Regions from separate parts of the Gossypium hirsutum genome. Here region 1 is linked to region 2. The links are chromatin contacts, called in public Hi-C maps. All regions are on one chromosome and are shown on one strand. Each heading gives the region's core, a stretch centred on a gene start, on an enhancer-like site or on the middle of the called end of the contact. The rest is flanking DNA. Distances are from core to core; before and after follow the strand shown. Region 1 has its middle 12 kb from the start of LOC107961159. Region 2 holds the start of LOC107960339.

Region 1 (4,070 bases), core at 1,151-3,650, 69 kb after region 2:
GTATATTGAATTACATAAGAATTTATGAGAAATGTATTTGTGATGCTAATATTGCATCAAGTTATTTGATCATGATTTTCCATTAGTACAGAGTCACCATACTTTGGAGTTTTCATATAATTGTGCCATCTATGAGCACCATTTGGACGAAGCTCATCCTGAACACGTGCAGCTTCTTTTCCATTCCCATAAGTCAAGAAGTAGTTTGGGTTACCACCAGTTGCTTCTTTATACAAGCCAAAATATGTTTCCTTTGGAAGATGGTCATAGTTCTTCTTGAACATTGACACCTGTTTGCATGGATACAAAACTAAGCCAAGTGCCAAACTCCATTCAGTCATCAATTTACTGAACTAAAGAAAAGCAAGGAAAAAAGGACTAGTGAAATTTTACCTCACCGGAAGGATCCTTTATATCATCTCGCTCAACACTGCTCTCCTATTCAAAAGGGAGAAAAATTCACTATCAAACATAACAGGACTGGATTCCAAATGAATAAAAGTATATACAATTATAACCAAGAATTCCAAGTTTCCTTTCTTACTAATGAATATAATGCCACTCACATAGTTTGGAAATACAACCAAATCAACATCGCTAGGCAAATCTAGTAGCACCTGCCTCAAAGAATATTCACTTGCACCTGCTGGGTATATTAATTCATCAGTATCAAGATGAATTATCCAGTCCATTCCAGCATCCTTATATTTCAAAAAGAAAAAAGAATAAGCATAGTAAAAATAAGGACAAGAGATAACTTTGATGTCAGTTGCAAAAAGAAAAAAGGAATATCAATTCATGAAAACAGAACCATCCACAGAGCATACCCTTGCCATGAAAATGGCATTTTCCATATTGAGAGACTGCTTTACAAATAGCTCATAATTGCAAGGCTTGTAAAAGAAACTTGAAAGCCATGTTTCATTCCAGATCCGGCTGAAAACCACAAAAAAAATGCGAAAATAATAAAGATTAAGCAAGCAAACTCTAAATGTAAAGTGCTAAAACACAACCATTTTAACAAAATGTGAATGGGACTTGTCCCTAAAGAACCAGAAAAGCAACAGATGATGGATATTTGCATGTGAACAAATATAATGAAAGAAAGCATGGAATAAATGCAAAATAAAGACAATTTATCACTGGTAGACTTCACATTCAGCAAAGGTATTAGTTAAAAAAATAGTAGGAAGAAACATTGAGAACAACCTTGCTTTCAGCTAAAGAAATAATTAAACAAGCATGAAATAAAAGCACAGAAAAAAAAGAACAAATTATGACCAGTAGCCTCCACATTCAGCTAAAGTACTTGTCAAACAAAACACTAGGAAGAAACATTGGGGACAAGCATACATTCGCTTAAGCTTTAGAATCCAAGAGATTTATTTCAATCACCAAAAGGATAATGGTAATTGACCTTTTAGCTTGCTGCTCCTCAAGCTCCTTTGTTCGATATATAACTTTGACTCCCTAAAGAACAACAACATAAAACTTATTTCATAAGTAATTCAGAAAAACAAGCGGAGGAAAATCAATTGAAACTTCAACTTATAAATGAAATACAGAGCAAAAATTAAATCAAAGGAAGCCAAAGGCTTCATAAACTCACAGGAATAGATTCCAAAACTCTGGAAACATTGGGAGATGCTGCGTGTCCTTCGACAAAGAGGTAAAAGGTTCTGACTCCAATAACCTTATGATAAAACATCCATGGTAAAATCTGCGCCAACCCGGCTGATGTACTTGTTGTAATACAAATCTGCTATATGAGAAGCAAAACAACCTAAGGCTCAAAGAATCACACTAATTGCTTCTGAACGAAAACTAGACTAACATAGAAGAGATGGTAGGAACATATAACGGATTTATGTGTGCTTACGAGAAAACTGATTTAATGAAAAAGAAAATCTCTTGATAAAAGAAGTACATTATAAAGAAATTTTAAAAAAAATCGAACATGTTAATTGGGAGAAAGATTCAATTTACGCATCAAAAGAGAAAAAACTGGAATTCAATGATTGAATGATAATAATAAGTTTGATACAGAATCTGAAGCACAGAAATGGATCAAAGCCGAAATTGGAGAATTCAACAAAATCCCAAGCCAAAAACACCATGGTTAAGCAATATCGAACAAGTATCAGTCCCAGAAGCAGGATCAATTCAGATCATTCAGGGAAAAGAATAAGAAGAAGAAAAAGAAGAAAAAGCCGTACCTTTGGCTTTAAACTATCTTCAAAACCAAATTTCCAGTCCCTGTAGTAGGGGAAAGAAGGTGAAGAGCTACGACCAAGATTGATACAATTAGAAGAATGATTGTATTTGGGGGGAAGAGATGATGAAGTCTCCATTCCAGGGAAGACCTCGCGGCGGGAACCACGAGGGGCCCATCGGGAAGTGACGGTGGTGGGATCAGATACACTCCCACCGCGCCACTGGAGAACGAAGGCTATGGCAGATAACGCGAGAGAGAGGATTGTTAGGAAGAGGAGGAGCTTGGAAAGGAAGGAATGGGTGGAAGGGGGCAGAGAATTGGAACGGTGATGGTTGGCCATGGTGGTGGAAATGGCGGGGGTGACTTTTTTTTATGCAATTTCAACCAAAATTCCGTTTTTCGGTTTTTTTCCCTCTTTTTCCTGTTTCGTTTTCAACAGATTTTTCAGTTTTGAATAAATTTAAATACTTTTATTTGCTTGGATAGGAATATGAATAGGAATCGTAATAGAATGGTGGCAAAATAAGTAGGGGGAAAGTTATAAATTCTCCCATGCACGGGTCAAAAAATAAATTACTAATTATTTAACTAATGAAATTTTTTCACAAAAGTTTATTATTAATGAAGAAAAATAAATACAAATGCAAATATGATTGCTTATAAATAAAACTGCATAAAGAAAAAAAGAACTAGGAAATGGTTTTGTTGAGGGCTTTTTTCTTTCATCCCTCTCTCATGGAAGTTATCTTTATATTTATAAGGCATGGTTCTTTAATGGGACATGTTAGGGGATAACTAGGTGTCATGCACAATGACACGTTACCTCTCTAGGTTTGACACATAACCTCAGAGGAACAATGAGCTAGGAGGTGAAGCTAGAGAGTGGCGAACTGACTAGTCGAAAAATAGGGAAGTGGCGAATTGCGGATCAGCTACCAGCCGAACTAGCAAGCTGGGGGAAAGTGGCGAGCTGGGAGTAGAGTGGCGAGCTGGGAGTAGAGTGGTACGAAAAAGGTGATGACGAGCTGTAGTCATTAGGCGGACAGGGGGATGGCGAGTCGTAGACGTGGGGGGAGGCGAACCGTGAAGCGTGTAACACCCCCTAACCCTTATCCGTCCCCAGAACAGGATTACGGGGCATTACCAGTCAATACAGTTCAATTACGGTCATTAATTAAAATAATTGTTGACACTTATCATAAATTTAATATATCGTCCCTTTAATGGGCCCTCGAAGCCCAATATGAACAGTAAAATCAATTCGGGACTAATTTAAAATCACTACTAATTTTTCTCAAAATTTCAAAATTTTCCTTATGAACAATACCCATACACCTGTGTGGATTGCCCGTGTGACTCACACGGCAGTGCCACTAGTTCACACGGCCATGTTGCTAGGTTACATGGCCTTGTCAAGAGCCCTTGTAACTTTCTGACTTGAAATTATTATTGTGCAATTTTCACACAGCCAATCCACACGCTCGTGTGCTAGACTGTGGACTCAAAATGAGTCTTAAACAACAAATTTACCAGCCCTACAACTTAATATACCAAATATTCCAATAACCATTCATTCAATTACTTTAAATCTCATTTAAACCTACTCAAAACATGTCAAATTAGATATTTTATGTGCCTATATGATGAATCATTTTCAGTATTTCACATACATTTTCAAATAGTTCAAATTCATACTAATTAAGCTAATTCCTACCATATACCATTACCAAATCTAAAATTTACTTATTTCACCTTTACGTTCATAATTCAAAGTGACACTCATATGAATATGATATCCTAGGTACATGCCATTACCAATAAATAATATATTCCACTTAGAGTTCGGGATTGGCCT
Region 2 (3,968 bases), core at 660-3,159:
AATATGCCTCTGAAGAGCATCCTTCGCTCCATCACTAGATTTCCTCATAAATTGAAGAAGCAGTCATTTAATGGGATTCAAGCATAAGAGCTAAGAGTCTATAAAAGGTACCTGATAACAAAAAATATATTATCATTTAGCAATACATAATAATTTCCAAACACGATTATTTTAACAAATAACTTATATAAAACATAAAATCAGCTGCCAAGAATTTCCATTCAAATACAGTAAATACAAGGAGAACTACATTATTAATTATAGGCTGATCTGATAAGCTATAAGCTCAACTAGGACGGTCATAAATCTTAAGTCATACCAGCATGGTTATCTTCTATTCTTGTTCGCTGTTTTATTTGTTTGTTATTATTATTGACTACAGATGCATGTAACTATAAGTTCTTTCTAGCAATAGAAAACTGAGAATCGTTGATTCACCACACATGCTAAAAAGGAATGAAAAGTTAAATAGAAAAAATATAGATCCTCTATAGTTGCACGCTCTTGGACTCACTAAAGGGCGTCATAAAAAGGCTTGCTTCAAGAATCGACCATAGCCTGACAAGGAAAAGAAGTTAAAATGCATCATCAACAACAATAACCAAAAACAAGAGAAAAGAAAAGTTAGCAAACCAACAACATCTTTTGTTTCTCATGTTTTTTTTATTTTCATGATTGCAATTTAGTGCTAACCCCTCCATTGCCATAGAGTTGCCGATATGCCTCTTATCATAATTTTAAAGCAATGCACTATCTATTCAACATTCTCTTATCATATAAAAATGGAAGATTTATAACATCATTGAGAAATACATAAATTTAATCCAAAACAAACAAAGAAAAAGGAAACCATACCTGAGAGTTTGCTCTAAATGATAGACAGACTAAAGATGCTTCAGGGACAGCCAACTTGCTAGTATCAATGCCACTTGCATCAAAAACAATCGGCAGCTTTGATTTTCTACCATCAGAATATATAACATCCATGGCAGGAAACTTCCTTGCTGCAATTCCAAGAATTAGAATCTTATTTTCCCGTGCAATCTGCAAGAAAAGAAAAAAAACTAACAATTAAAATGTTTACAGAAAGTAACATTAATTTTACTCAGAAATCAGTTGCAATTCAACTAATTTGAATATATTTGCAAATAATATAGCCTATATGTATATAAAAAGAACAAATCAGTTAATACCTTACCACCGTGTTGTTTTAGCTCAGACATATCATCAAAATATCCTCTATTCAATTCATCAGCACTGCCCTAAATCAAATTAAAACAATTATTTATATTAAATTTCATGGAAAAAAGAGCACATAAAAAAATTTCAATAAACAAACTAAGCTTAAACTTACAGTCTTGCTCGTTCTTTCTCCATTTTTTCCTTGCTTGCAAGCTACACACACAAGATAAAAAGTTAAAAAGAACTATAACTTAAAAAATCAAATATTTTAGAGTTAAAAAAGGGGAGATGGAGGAATTGCCTTGTAAATATCGAAGAAGAAATCTTTGGGTCATGACTTAGGAGGTATTGACAATTTGAAATCGAAGCTCGTGCCCGGTTTATCACTCGGTTTACCGTTAGCATTTTTGATTTTCGATTTAGATTTCAATTCCCCCTCAAGAACCCTCTTGCTCTTTCCAACAATCGATGGAATTTTATAGATCAAGAAAAAGAAATGAAAGAGAGGAAAAGACAAAATCTATTGAGAGAAAGAAAAAGAAAGCAGAAAAAAGAGGGCAAAAAAATTGGAAGAGAGGAATATGGAGGAACTGAGGGAGAAAGTGGAGAGCGTTTCAGGTGAGAAAATGAGAGAGGGCAAAGTGGGGAGAATTTTTGTGGTGAAGGTCTCCTTAGACACCGAATCAGTAATCGGTGGTGAGGAAACAAAATAGAAATCAGACAATTTTACTGCATAGGCCCGTAATGGAATAAGCCCGTAATAGGACATTTCATTAAACTAAACAGGTGTTTAGGGTGGGCCCACAGAATAGGGTTGTATAGCTATTACATTGAACCAAATATGGTGTAAGAGTTTCAGGTAAAAATGAAAGGAGGGACGATACATTTGCCTTTTATTCAAAATGTCTTTTTGAATAGCCATAATCATATAGAGGTATTTTAGGAATTTAAAATAAAAATGTGAAATTAATTTATTTTTAAATCTTAAAAGACTCCTTAATTGCAATATACTAAATACTCAATAAATTCAGTAAAGAAGATTTACCCAATTAAAATAATGTGAAACATAAATACATTTTATATTATTTTAATTGGGTCCTCCATCTATATGCATACACTGTGTTTAATTTTAACTTGATCAAATTAAATTAATTATAATAATATTTTATAATTAATTTAACTTGTGTGATAGATATAATCTCAATTTTCTTCGAATTTCGATTGTTCCAACCATAAGGTGTGATCTGGTAGGATCTCGTAACATTGGATATAATACTAAAATATTTTTAATATTACAAACAGTGAGTGACATCTAAAAATGCATTACTACTACTCAAGTTATGGGAAGTAATTGTCCAACATAACCTTTTTGTGATAATATTATTGTGTAGTATATCTCATTTTCTATAATATCCAGGTTGAACTCAAGTCATGAAACACTTGTTAGGAAAATCGATTTAGAAAGCATGTATGTTTGCACATCGAAAATTTAACTTTTTTTAAAAGTCGAGTCCTTTTTAATATTTATAGCAATAAACTTCACTAAGTTATTACATGTGTTTTTTTTACTTAACAAGACTTATCAGTTCTTGGCTTTCAACCAACATGATCTCCTCCGTTATTCTCGATCCCTCAATTTGCTTAAAGAGTGGGCTCTAATTCACAAACTGAATGCACAATAAATAATTCCACTTTCCAATGGGGAAAGTTAATTATCTTTATAGACAAGAAACTTAACTCGAGTTCTTACAAAAATAGAATTTATTTGGGAAAAGTAAATCTCACTATTTTCCAGTAGAGTAAATACCCTCAACGACGTTCATCTTTGACTTAACACATACTCTTTGTATATAGGGAAAAATTACTAGAGTTTTACTTGAACAAGAAGAGACAAAATAATAATATTCTGATAGAAAACATTGAGTCTCATTGGGATTACATTAGATGGCAGAAAGCCCCTTTAGGAAAAGCCAGCGTGTAGCTCACCCCTTATACTAATGGGCTAGTTAGGACTTTAATATATCAGGTACAATGTGTTATCTAATATTGAAACCAACTCATATAATTTATCCAACCTAATAACCAATTTTCTATTCCAAAATTATTAATTAATTAATTAAAATAAATTTAATTATTTCACTCAATTAAATCATTTTCTCAACTCAATCTTAATTCCGTTAAAATCATCTTGACTTTACTGTACTAGAATCTATGAGTAAATAAATATAATTGTATCCTTCCATAAAACTTTGATGAATCATTTATATAATTTTCACTTTGAACTTTGATTATTTAATTACAATCAAATAAACAGTAATTCAAAAAAAAAAATTAATTCCTAAGTGATAATCTCTTGTTCCTTTTCGAGAAAATTCATTTACCATGGATAGTAATTACATGTAATCTATTCTTCTTTTCATCGTTTTCATTCATTCAAAGTATCGATTCCAAATGCAATCCGTAAAGGCTTATGTTGAGCTAACAAAAGGACTTGTAATAACACAATTTTCAGTGGTATCAGAAATGGTGGTTTTGAAACTCCGTTCTCCGAAGATTGAGTCTGTAAATATTATTAATTAATATTTACAAGTTAATTATATTATTATATTGGAATTTGGTCTAATGACTTTGTTAAGTGGACAATTGTTTAAGATACAAGTGTATTGACCCTACAGTCAGTGGTTTTGGAAATTGAGATATCGGGTTGAGGCTGTAAATATTTTTATTAAATATAAGTGAATTGCATTTTGAATAGGTAATTTTTTCTAATTTAGTGACTAATTAAG

The links. A called contact is a pair of places that touch in the nucleus more often than the background predicts.
Region 1: a contact with region 2 is called in a Hi-C map of fibers, with 2.7 times the contacts expected there. The contact joins the enhancer-like site here to the promoter of LOC107960339 in region 2. A contact is called at or near these places in 6 of 34 Hi-C or Micro-C datasets (anther, fibers, hypocotyl and 1 more).

What each region holds. Positions count from the first base shown.
Region 1 is chrA05:82,117,386-82,121,455 of Gossypium_hirsutum_v2.1, forward strand. It overlaps the pseudogene LOC107957161. Among protein-coding and RNA genes, the nearest start is that of LOC107961159, 12 kb to the right of the region's middle. Within about 2 kb of position 2,401, at least 1 of the 9 cell types and tissues checked has an H3K27ac peak or open chromatin away from gene starts, as enhancers often do. A contact at or near this core is called in fibers, where this site is marked.
Region 2 is chrA05:82,048,903-82,052,870 of Gossypium_hirsutum_v2.1, forward strand. LOC107960339 reads right to left here and starts at 1,910. Exons shown (of 5, transcript XM_041112521.1): 1 at 1,484-1,910; 2 at 1,355-1,395; 3 at 1,194-1,262; 4 at 1-1,044. The coding sequence starts at 1,517. The coding sequence ends at 820.